3 separate regions of the Gossypium hirsutum genome follow, and all the other regions are linked to region 3. A link is a contact called in public Hi-C data. All regions are on one chromosome and are shown on one strand. The core of a region is the stretch at or near the end of the contact, and the rest is flanking DNA. Distances in the headings are between cores, read along the strand shown. Region 1 holds the start of LOC107901806 (eukaryotic translation initiation factor 3 subunit D). Region 2 holds the start of LOC107901795. Region 3 holds the start of LOC107901802.

Evidence for each region. A called contact is a pair of places that touch in the nucleus more often than the background predicts.
Region 1: a Hi-C map of leaf shows a contact between it and region 3, with 2.7 times the contacts expected there. The contact joins the promoter of LOC107901806 here to the promoter of LOC107901802 in region 3. A contact is called at or near these places in 4 of 34 Hi-C or Micro-C datasets (all in leaf).
Region 2: a contact with region 3 is called in a Hi-C map of leaf, with 4 times the contacts expected there. The contact joins the promoter of LOC107901795 here to the promoter of LOC107901802 in region 3. A contact is called at or near these places in 4 of 34 Hi-C or Micro-C datasets (callus, leaf and petal).

The regions. Positions count from the first base shown.
Region 1 is chrD06:45,646,687-45,651,258 of Gossypium_hirsutum_v2.1, forward strand. It overlaps LOC107901806 (eukaryotic translation initiation factor 3 subunit D), which reads left to right and starts at 3,256. Exons shown (of 3, transcript XM_016827965.2): 1 at 3,256-4,572. The coding sequence starts at 3,370.
Region 2 is chrD06:46,458,191-46,462,376 of Gossypium_hirsutum_v2.1, forward strand. It overlaps LOC107901795, which reads left to right and starts at 1,463. Exons shown (of 4, transcript XR_005914887.1): 1 at 1,463-1,701; 2 at 2,412-2,770; 3 at 2,877-2,996.
Region 3 is chrD06:46,079,922-46,084,021 of Gossypium_hirsutum_v2.1, forward strand. LOC107901802 reads left to right here and starts at 2,519. Exons shown (of 3, transcript XM_041095836.1): 1 at 2,519-2,703; 2 at 2,835-2,992; 3 at 3,635-4,100. The coding sequence starts at 2,623. The coding sequence ends at 3,719. It overlaps LOC107901801 (protein SMG7L), which reads left to right. Exons shown (of 9, transcript XM_016827949.2): 6 at 1-2,703; 7 at 2,878-2,992; 8 at 3,635-3,705; 9 at 3,790-4,100. The coding sequence ends at 1,363.

The sequences.
Region 1 (4,572 bases), core at 2,006-4,505, 430 kb before region 3:
GTACAAAAGTACTTAATGAACCCTACTATAACCATACATTTATGGATACATTGCAATCTTGTATGAATTTCTACGAGTCAACCATATTCTGCGCCATTTATTTCGGCTGATACCATCACAATGTTATCATTCTTTTATACGCCAGTTATCATGTCCTTATCATAATTAATCTTCCATATCTTGTTAACTGAGGAATCCTTCCAATCATTTCATAAATCTCTTGTCCCATAATACTTACCTAACAGAACATACCCTTGGAAACTACTTCCAACAATCCACACCTTAATCCATACTCTTATTTCAAACAACTACTTACTGACATTATCTTAGGTGGATACATATATATGGCAGATACTTATACATAGTTTCATACCATTGGTTCACACTCAGACATACCCTGATCTAGATCTGTACACATATTCATACTGATAATCCACTACGTATAACATCCAAATGAACTCCATATCATGCTATATCAGAATCTCATAATTCAAAATGTCATTAACTCAAATTCAGAATAAATTTAGAAGAAGATGTAATATCCCTCACTTTTCATATTTATAGTTTATTATGATAGATACCCTTCTCAACATACAGATATACATTTCTTTTCCACAGAACCCTTATGACTTTATTCAACTCTTATTCTTGAGCATATCAATACTTTATCTTGGTCATACTTATTACAAAAGAGACAGACATTCAGATTCATAGCTTACAAAATATTCCTGATAGTTCACACCACATAAACTTAGCAAAGCACACCATACATGCAATCAGATAAAGTACGCCACTAAGGAGATCTATTTAGAGTTCGCTAGAAATGCATTCCATTTAGAGTTCACCACAAAGGCTATTCTTTATTGTCATGTTTACGATATGGATTTTCTTAAACTCACATTACATGAGGTTTGCCCATCATCGTCCTGGGATACACAGAGAACCCCATTGGGTAATCACCATTCCCTAGTTCTTTTTCAGAGGGTACCATGACCATGGACTTTTCCTTCAGAGTTTATATCAGAATTCGTGTTTTTAGTCCCAACGGACTCCATTAGACACCACTGCGATGAACAGACCTAGACTCTCTTAACAGACACTTTATGTATTGACACAATCTAAATTCAACCTTTTACTTCACTAACATACACTCAATCAGAACACACACATCTCATAGCATACATTTCAAACATATACATACTCAACCATACTTCAATGTTTCAATACTCGTACACTAATGATCATATAATATACTTTTCATGACTTCGAATCCATTGTTCAATCAATTTCCTATAGATGACTCACAATATGATCAGTATACATACAGGAGTCAACATAAAACTCACCTGACGCCCATGTACAGCACCTTAAACTCCAGATTCATACTTCCATCATGAAACTACAGCAACCACTACTTACAAAACATAGGAACACCATTAAAACTCTTTCACATACTATTTACCATCATCTCGAGCATAGATAACCCCCATGCAAAGCTTTATTTCTTCATCTTACTGTTAATGTACCCATACAGGCTTAAACTTTCATAACTTAACATGCAGAGCCATAATACTTACCTTGACATGGAGTATCTACTGATAAAAATATAGAATTACAACTTCCAGCTTAAAGAAGAAAGAAATGTTTTTGGTTCCTTAAAAATAAGATAATAACACTTTAGAAGAAGGAAGAAGAAAACTCCCCTTTTTTTCAAACTTGAATACATATATATACAACCTATATCCTTATTATGGAACTTGACATGTGTCACAATCTTTCAAAATTGTCCTTATTTTGGTCTACGACCCTTGAGGAGAACACAAATGATCATCTAATAAATTTATTTATACCTAACTCATCTACTCAATTGATTCCTAACTAGAATGTTTACAACGTAACGAGCATAGTAATTTCAATCAAACTTGGCATACAATACCTTTGGTATTAACCCAACTTGCAATTTCCCCAATACTTTTACCGAGCTCTTTTTCTTTACAACTCAACACATTTTAAGGTCATTCTTTACCTAATATCTCAACTTCTGTTATGCGCCCATTCTATACGCCTAAAAGAAACTATTGGACGGATAGAACTATGCCACATATATTACTCTCAGTCTACGCGCCAAAACTTAAGACTTGCCAAACCAAAGATGCTACAATTTCTATAGCAACCAAAGATAAGAAAGTGATGAAAGTATTGTAGACAAAGGAAAGAAAGTGATAAAAGTGTGAAAGGAAGAAAATAGAAGCAAATAGAGTGAAATCTAGCTAAAAAGAGTGTCCTGAAAGTGATCATGTGAAAAGTGTTCGTGAGTGGCTTACCGAATCACATCGCATCAACACAGTAATATGGAAAAGTATGAATTTCAATTTATGGACAATAATGTGGCATGTACTTAGGTAAGGAATGTGTTAAGTAGATAGTGAAATGCCTTGAAAACAAGTTTTGTTGAAGTGGGAATGTCTTGAAGATTGTGTGGTTAATGATTAGTGATTGAACATGGATGTGTTACATGATGTTTTGAAGGTATGTATTGAGGTATTTTAAAGAAAAGAATGGAACTTAAGTGATGTATTAATCTTGAAATGTGACATCTTTTGCTCGAGTTATTGATTTGACTCGTGTAAGGGATGTTACAACCGTTGATTCTATAAGAGTAGGGCCAAGTTGTATATCCAATCACATCCTAGTAGAGCACTCCAAGGCTCTACTACTAGCACTATATGGTCTTACATTATACGATACCTATTTAGTGGAAGCCACATCAAACTCCTCTGTATAACCCTCTTCGTTTTTTTAAAAAAAACTCCAAGCACTTAACACACCATTGAAACCCTGCCCAACTTTTTACATCTTCTTTAGTGGATCTTAGTGTACTAGTGTGAACCACATCCAACTATGATCTCAACCTTGTTTAGTGCTTCTCAACACACCTTTACGAACCATGTTTGACTATTGTCTAAATGTTGCATTGGCAAAACTATTGTCATAACATAAAAAAATTATTAATATAGGCCACTTACAAAGCTAAGCTTTTAATCTAAGTATTTAATATTTAAATTTTAATATTAAAATGTCACTTAAAAATTAAATATAAAACCACTTTTAAGTTTTACATTAGTGCAAGGAGATTCTTCCCACTTAAAATATATTTATTTGAGTAGCACTCAAATAGTGGAGGCCCAATTAGAGATCCGAGTTCTCATATAAATGTAAACAAAAGGCCCAAATTCCTATGGTAAACCTGTCATTTAAGACAATGTAGATCCCCTCCGTCGGACTAGGGTTTTCTTTTATCTTCTTACACACTTGTACTCTTTATACACTTCGGCTCCACTGCAAGCAAAATCTAGAGATCCGTCGACAATGGTAGGAGTTTTCGAAGTAGGCGCCGTTCCGTTTAATCCTGACGGCTGGGGTCCGCCCGACTCCACCACCGCCACCGCGCCGTCCACCACCACCACTCTCCCTCTTCACGTTCCTTTCGCTCCCTTCTCCCGCTCTGAAAAACTCGGCCGAATCGCCGACTTCACCCGATCTTTTGCAAATGCCAACCCATCTAACCGCCCTTCTTCAGGGAAGCCTGGCGCAGCCTCCTCAGAGTCGCCCTTCGATTTCTCGCTCGACCTCGATACTTTCCCTCTTGCGAACCCCGAAGACGATTCTTCCTTCCGTTTAGTCGACGCAAAGCCGCCCACGCGGCCTAAATTTGGCCCCAAGTGGCGCTTCAACCAACACCGACCTCAACTTCCTCAACGGCGAGATGAAGAAGTTGAGGCCCGTAAAAGAGAAGCTGAAAAAGAACGAGCCCGACGTGACCGTCTTTATAATCTCAACCGATCGAACCAGAACCAGCAACGTCGTGAAGCTGCGATTTTCAAATCCTCCGTCGATATCCAACCAGAGTGGAACATGCTGGATCAAATCCCTTTCTCAACATTCTCCAAATTATCCTTTTCCGTTCCAGAACCTGAAGATTTACTTCTCTGCGGTGCTTTAGAGTATTACGATCGCTCCTTTGATCGAATTACCCCGAAGAACGAACGGAGACTCGAGAGGTTCAAGAACAGAAACTTCTTTAAAGTCACCACGACTGACGACCCGGTGATCCGAAGATTGGCAAATGAGGACAAAGCAACTGTTTTCGCCACTGATACGATTCTGGCAACGTTAATGTGTGCACCCAGGTCAGTTTATTCTTGGGACATTGTGATTCAACGTGTTGGGAATAAACTATTTTTCGACAAAAGAGATGGGTCACAGTTAGATTTGCTATCAGTCCACGAGACCTCTCAGGAGCCATTGCCTGAAGCTAAAGATGATATTAACTCTGCTTATTCATTGAGTGTTGAAGCAGCTTACATAAATCAGAATTTTTCACAGCAGGTTTTGGTTAGGGATGGGAATAAGGTTAGTTTTGATGAGCCGAACCCATTTGCCAATGAAGGTGATGAGGTGGCTTCTGTGGCATATAGGTATAGGAGGTGGAAACTTGATAATGATATGTATTTGATTGCACGGTGTGAGGTTCAGAGTGTTGTTGAAGTTAATAATCAAAAGTCTTTCCTC
Region 2 (4,186 bases), core at 213-2,712, 380 kb after region 3:
TGAAAAATAATAATAAATAGTTAGGAGTTAGGACGACTTCTCTTTAATAAAAACATTTTGTATTAAACAATATTATTTGTTATCATTTAAATGTAAATTTGACCAAAATATAATAAATACAACAAAATATCAATTTTTTCAACTTATAATAAAAAATATAATTGAAACATTACTTGAGAATATATCAAAGAATGAGATTTAGATTTTATTATTATTAGCGGCGCTTTTTCAAAAACGCCGCTAAAGGCCTGAGTATTAGCGACGCTTCTTCAAAAACGCCGCTAAAGGCTCGAGTATTAGCGGCGCATTTTCAAAAACGCCGCTAAAGGCCAGAGCATTAGCGGCGCTTTTTCAAAAACGCCGCTAAAGGCCCGAGCATTAGCAGCGCTTCTTCAAAAACGCCGCTAAAGGCTAGATCATTAGCGGCGCTTCTTCAAAATTGCCGTTAAATGCCCCAAAAACTTAGAAAACGGTGTCGTTGGGCTTAGGCTTTTTGCGGCGCTTTTTAAAAAACGTTGCTAATGCTGATTTTTAGCGAAGTTTTCCAAAAAGCGCAGCTAATGCTTGATTTTTAGTGGCATTTTTTGTCCAAAAGCCGCTAAAAACGCAGCTAAAAGTCTGTTTTGGTGTAGTGAAAATTCATAAGAATTAATATTAAAAAATAAAAAAAAAATTAGTTGAACCGCTCAATCAACCAATCCATACTAATTCTCGAGTCAAACAATCTAAAGCCTTTCTCCAGACCGATACTCTGGTCAATTATCGATTCACCTGTCTAGTCTAGTCTAATTCAAACAATAATGTTTAAAATTCTCTTAAATATTTCAATTTTTAAAAAAAATGTTTTCAAGAGAATTAGTTGAAATCTAAATCTAAATTTCAATTATCCAAACAATGAATTTGGATTACTTTAAAATCTTAATTTTCAAATATTTTAATTTCTAAACAAAGACATTGGAACTGATGAATTTATAAATCATATAATTCGCAAACGCTACCTAAAAGAATTTGAAATAAAAGTAAAATGATTTGATTAAATGGAAAGCAAAACCGAAGGACTTAAAATACTAGAATCTCCAAATAGCAAAAGGGCTTAAATATAGAATTGGCCATGTAAATGAATGTGAGCTTAATGTGTAAATCAAAATACAAATTTTATTTCAAATGTTGTTTACATAGTTAAGAAGAAATAATTTGATACAACATAAATATTAAAAAAAAGAGGACTTCAAGGACAAATATATCATATTTCGAAAGGGTACTTTATAGGAATTAAAAAAATGCACTTTTTTTTTTGAAATTTCAACTAGATTAAAAAATAAATTTGAAACAAACAGTCCCTCGGGCTTTAGCCCAACAACTGGATTCTAAAAAAAACTGCAAGAAACAGGCTAACAGCAGTTTAGCCCACTTAAGAGTAAAAACAAGAAAAAGACAAATTCAAAACCACTAGCTGAACGGTACAATTGTCCTCATAAATTCTTCTGACTTTTCTCTGCCCAAGACAACTGAAACGAAAAAGAAAATCCCCTCAAATCTTTTGCTTTCTGATTGCTTTTACAACCGGCATTAACTCTTTCATTTCAATCGTCACTCCAAATGCCGAACCCCATCATCTTATCCCCTTTCCTTCTACTTTGAATAGCCAAGGCGATTTGGCTTTGGTTCATCACAGATCGATCGTGAAGTCTCTCCCACCAGGTACTGCTCCTCTCCCTTCTGTAGTGATCTTTTTGCTAATTTATGCTCCTCCACATTTTCAGACCTTGGGATGAAATAGAATCTGACTTTTTGAAAGAACTCTTTTAAGCTTTGAATGTCACTGATTATTGCTCCTATTTCTGATCTGTCTCGACTTCCACTTTGACATTTTGTTATCACTGTTCTTGAGTCTCCTATTATGTCAATAGTATGATATCCCAACTGGATCCCTAACTTTGTTGCTTGAAATCCTGCATGTGCTTCCGCTGCAAACAGATATGCAACATTGTCATGAAGGATCGATTTTGCTTCAACGATTCTACCCTCCTCATTCTTAACAATAAGACCTGATGCAGATCTGTGGTTCTGTGAGTCAAAAGCTGCATCGAAAAAGATGGACTTATTTGCCCCTTGTACACTCTGTCTAGGCCTTGCGCTGACTTCCAAGGCGATTACCCTTTCCTTGATTCCTTCCAGTTTTGAAATGTAGCTTTTAATTTGTTTTGATATATCCCAACTGGTGCTATATTTATCTTCATATATTAGCTTGTTCCTACTTGTCCAGATTCCCCACAACCCGTAGCAAAATCCCATGCACTGTTCATTTGTCCCTATGCTGAAGACCCAAGATAGCCAACTCCATAAATCAAAATGGTTAGTGTTAAGTACCCAGGAGAAATTTAACTGACTCCAAATTTCTTTCACTATAGGGCACCTCTGAAAGATGTGGAAGCTATCTTCTTCTTCCTGACCGCATCTCGAACAACGGTCTTCCGTCATTACTCTTTTCAACTTAAGATTAGAAAAAGTAGGAATGTAATTCCACGCTATTTTCCACACTGTAATTTTAATTTTTGAAGGCATATGTAGATTCCACAGTTTCCTGTAAAAGTGTTTAGAATCGGCCTGTAAATAATCATTAGGATCTATTGTAGACTCCTGTAATAGTTTATAGGCGCTTCTTACTGAAAAAATCCCAGTTGCCTCTCCTCTCCATACTTGGATGTCTTCGTGAATAGTCTTTGAAAGCGGGATCTGCAGTATCTTCCTTGCAATATCCGTATTAAAGGTACTGATAATCAAATTTCTGTTCCATGTTCTACTTTCTTCATTTATTAAGTCAGCCACCACTTTGATGCTTTCACCACGGTTGTTGTTTTGTAATCTGTCTTCAGTCACTCCCGGCACCCAGCCATCATTCCATATTGAGATATGGTCTCCTACCCCTACCCTCCAGCACAATCCATCCATCAAAAGTTTTTTTGTCGACCAAATACTCCTCCAGGTAAGTGAAGGTAGGTTACTTAACGAAGCATTCATAAAGTTTGTTCTCGGAAAATATTTAGCTTTTAAAAATCGGGCTAACAAAGAACTCAGATAATTAATAAGACGCCAACCCTACTTAGCTAATAGTGAAATATTGAACTTAACTAAACATCTAAAGCCTAAACAACCTGATTCTTTTGCTAAGCAAATATCCTTCCATGCGCACCAATGTATCCCTTTTTTCCCTTTATTTTTCTGCCACCAAAATTTTGCAATAATACTATCTAATTCCTTACAAAACGATTTAGGGAGTAAAAAACAAGACATTGCATATGTTGGTATAGATTGTAAAACTGCTTTGATGAAAATCTCCTTACCTCCTTGTGAAAGATATTTGATGCTCCAGTTCTCAATATGTTGCCTGAATCTGTCTTTCAAAATTTGGAACGCTGCGTTTTTCCTCCTTCCCACCAAATTAGGAAGCCCTAGGTAATTCTCCATATCATCTGATCCCCAAGAATTCGAGTAATTGTATGTCTTTCTTCCTCTTGTGAATTGCTGCTGAAAAAAATCGTAGACTTCGAATAATTCACTTTTTGACCTGAACAAACGTCATAATGATGCAGAATCTGTTTTAAATGGATTGAGCTCCTCTCTGTAGCTTCCTCAAACAGCATACAATCATTTGCAAAAAGTAAATGTGAAACCTGTGGCCCACTTCTTGCCTTAACTCCTCTTACTTTGTTCTCCTGCATTCCTAGCTCCATGAGACTAGATTGACCTTCTCCACAGAATTAGAATAAGAATGGACTCAATGGATCCCCTTGTCTAAGTCCTCTAGTGGGGGAAAAAGTTTCTCCAATATGTCCATTAAGAACCACCGAATAAGAAACTGTATTCACACACTTGAATAATGAAGCCACCCAATCAGCGTAGAATCCCATTTTCTTCATCTCTTCCACAATTCCATTCTACCCTATCATACGCCTTACTCATATCTAGCTTGACCGCCATAAATCCTTTCTTCCCTACCCTCTTCTGTTTTAACGTATGGAGTAGTTCGTAAGCCAACAACACATTATCTGAGATCAATCTCCCAGGCACAAAAGATTACAAAACATGTAATATTTCAAAACATTAAAACAACGGAATATATGAAATACTCATATCTAGCTTTATTTAAAATTCTCTATTATTTCCTCCCCTCTTTTCTTCTATT
Region 3 (4,100 bases), core at 1,269-3,768:
CTATAAATGGATTATCTTTGATAGTTTGGGGAAGAAATTCTATCCGAAAGATGCAAATGAAATGCCTGAGAGACTAGAATCAGAAAATGGGGAGTCCAATTCAGATGTAAATGTCAAAGGGCTGAATCAGCATACATATGAAGCTGGAAAAGAATGCAAGACACAGATTGCAAGTGAAAACCAAAGCAGCCATCTTGCAGATGGGAAATCTGTTGCCATGGAAGAGGAAGAAGTTATTCTCTTGAAGCCTCTTACAAGACATAATTCAGCACCACCCTATGGGAAAATTCATAGCGAAAAAGACCCTGCGTCTCCAAACGAAATGGAGGAAACTGTTCCTTCCGATGAATGTTTGCGCCGTGCTACGTCCCTACTAATAGCGCAAAACCAGGCCAATTCTGATGCTTCAGATTTTCAATCTGACATCTCGAATTTCAGGCGCAGTAAGCCTGTCAAGCAACATGAGCCTTTTGTAAAAGATACCACGGCATTCTTGTTTTCAGAAGCCCCCATCTCTGCTGGGCCACCGTCACTTAGTTCTTGGGTTCTAAACCAAGGAAGTTTAAGCAGTACCGAAAAGACAAGAAGTGATGTTAGTAGACCAAGCTTGAGCCCTATTGCTGAAGTAGCCACTTCATCCCTGAGCGATCTCTCGATCCATCAAACCGAGGATTCTGTCAATTCATCAAGATTTGATGCTTTAACCAATTACTTGTACTCACCTCCACCATATTCGGCTCCAATTCCTTCTGCCCCTTTATTGCCTGATGATGCTGCTTGGTTTAATGGTAATCAGTCTAGCTTTTCCGGGGTGAATGGCTCAGAGTTCATTAATAAACCCGAGAATTTCTACAATGCATCAAGGATAAGTGGTTACCCCAATTGGTCTCCTGATGGCGAACGTATTTATGGTTCTGGTATTCCTGGTTTCATTGATAAATACCCTCCATTCAGCGGGATGACTTCTTCAGAATGGCTTCGGAGATACAGAGAAAGTCGCAATCTTGATCATGCCAACAGCCATGTGCAGCCTATCAACTATTATGCTCCCGGGAACCCCATTCCCACACATGATGGTTCCCGTGTTGGTCTTTTCAATCAATACGGAGTACCATCTGTTACAAATCCAACAATTTACACAGAGAGTTCCGTGTTGCATCAAGGATTTCCCCGTGTTTACGGCATGGAGGAACCGAGAAGGGAAAAGCCGTTTCATGGTTATCAAAGACCGAGCCATTATGGCTGTGGGGCCATGACTGAGCTTAGAGACGAGCCACGGCCACTCTTGCAGTATCTAAAAGAGAAAGAATGGCTACTCCAGCAGGATCCAACCCTGAGAAATCCTACTTTCATGGGAAATTGAAAACCTTGAAGCTCTCTTTGGACATTCGCGTAGCATACATCCTGTGTGTGTATATATATATAGACATAAAGAAGTTGAAAATATGAATGTAGGTATGTTTTAGTCATAAGTCTGAAAATGAGGTATTCAAGTGTGAAGAAAGGGTGTCACAGATTTAGGATGATTTTATAGTGATATATAATGTTGTCTTACTGACCAGAAATGTTGTCTTCTATAAATTTACTTTGCCATGCGTAATGGACGAAATCCCCATCAATAAGGTACCCAAGCCAATGGAAAGGCAGCTGATGGTGTCTTAGGCGGAGAATTTGCTGTGCGACAATGGGTAAAGTTTTTTTTTTTTTTTGTACAAAGACGAGAAGAATTTAAGGCGAAGTAAAGCTAAAAACGATTCAGAAGCAACCTAGCCGAACAGCGAGTTTCGCTCTTCAGGTGGCAATTGTTTGATGATTGTAGTATAATTTTGACGTCCTGGAGAAGTTTGATGCCTTCAAAGATTGGCTGCTTTGAAACATCCTGTGTTAATATTTCTCCCTCCTAAGTAGCCTGCAGTAATTAACATTAAAAGTTCTGAGAAGCAAATAGAATAGCACGGAGGATGAAACTGTGCACAGATATAAGCTGAAAACCATTGGAATCCCGGAACATAATTTTGTCTGTTGTGGACAATGATGAGGGAGAGCAACCATTGAACAGGGGAGGGATTCACCGAAAGGGGACGTGAGATCTTTGTTGAAGAGAGGGAGAAACATTGCTTAGAAAGAAGTTGAGAATAATTTGAGTAATTTTTGAGATTATCTTAATCACCACAAAAGGGGCATAAATTAGTGCCTTTGAAAATGAGATTGTTTCTTTTAAGGCAACAGACCTGACTTTTACTCGGAACTTCAGCATTTTACTCTTTTTAAGAAATGAAGCTTAGAGGAGATCATCGGTTTTCATGGAGGATTTTGAAAATAGTACTAAAAATGTTAGGCATTAAGTTGATTTTAAAAAGAAAAATCTCGAGTACCACCATCAGTCTTTAATATTTTTTTATATAAAAATACATTAAAAGTTTTATAAGTAAAATATTTGAGAGGTGAAATATGATGTAAAAGTAGAACCATATGAATTGTTGGAGTTTGGGTTATTCTTATTATTAACTACCAAACCGGCTATAACCCTAAACCACTGAACCCAACGGAGAAGAAGCGCTAGGAATTTCTATCGGGTAAAGTCTCCGACTTTGCTTCTCAAACTCAAGATCTGAAGATCCAATGGAGAAAGAACAATCAGCAGGAGGCGATATATCGTCAGCCCAAGCTGTTTTACTTGGAGCTTTAGCTCCTGGTGTCAACGTCGGTTCTGTTTTCCTTCTCTATGATCTGCCCCCGCCCCCCGCCCCCCCCCGGCTTCTCTTTTTAGATATTTACAATATTTGCAGCCATATTTATTTATGTAGTTTCTAATGAACAATTTTGGGTTTCAGGGTCCTACATGGAGTACTCTAAAATTAACGTTTTTGATGTTAGGTCTTTGCCTTGCTCTCATGTTGGGTTTAGCATTCTCCTCTACTGATTCCTCCTTGATTCTTCATGTTGCTTTCCTTGTTCTCATTGCCATCACCCTCTTCTTGCTTCTTAACTGGTATTACTATCTATGCTAACCCCCCCCCCAATTATCTTTTGTGTTGAACATGGATTTATAGTCTTCTAGCTTTATATTAGTTTTTGCAGTTGCTTTATTTGCTATTTATGATTTAAATGAAAGTCATAGGATTTTGTATGATCATTTGGCACTTTCTATGTTAGATCTGAGAGGATACTTTAATTGTCAAAAGGTATTTGTACCATAATTACCATGATTCTCTCAGACTTTAATGGTTTGGTATTTTAGCATTTGAAAATTTCAGTGTTTTGTCACAAACATGATGGGTTTTAGCATGCTCTTCTGATATAATGGTGATATATTAGATATCAGTTTGGATTGAACCTGCCTGTTATCATGGCACATAACATGGTTTAGATAGACATGGTGAGTAGGGAGCTCGGAATTTTGTTTTGAAAATGTCGATTCTTGCATGCTCGCATAGTTCTTTTTCCAGTTTTAGAACAATAAATTGGAGGGAAGAATGCGAAAGTGACTGGTTCTTATAATGCTAGCAGTAATTATATGCATAGGGATGATGATATTTGAAATAGCAAAATTGAATCTAAAATCTTTTCTAGTTGGAAACTGTTACTTGACATACACCCTGAATTTGGTTGATTGGATGGATATCTTATGCAGGTTTCTTGAACAGACCGGTTTGGTTTCTGTTGAGCGCCAAATGCAGGAGATGGACTTAATACCGAATAATCGTAAGAGAGAATGAACAAGAATCAATTTAACAGAATGAACTGAGTTTTCTTTTTCTTAACTTTTGAATTGCATTACGGGTGAAGATGTCATCAAACACAAGGAAAGGTGGAGGATTTGAGAATGAGATGGCATTTCTAAGAAAAACATGTTAAAGAGAAGTGTTAGCAAATCATGTTGCTTCATTTTTCTTTCCCGGGAATCACATCGGGGACGCCGATCACTAGTCGCTCTTTGCTTCCTTCTCCTTATGTTTGCTCTTCTTGGCCTTGATGAAGCAGAAGCATGAGCAGCATGGGAGTTGAAGCAAAAACTTCATATTTCTTGTACTGATGATTCATTTGCAAAAATTGAGATTTATATAGAACTCCAATCTTAGTTTTCTTGTAAGGATTAA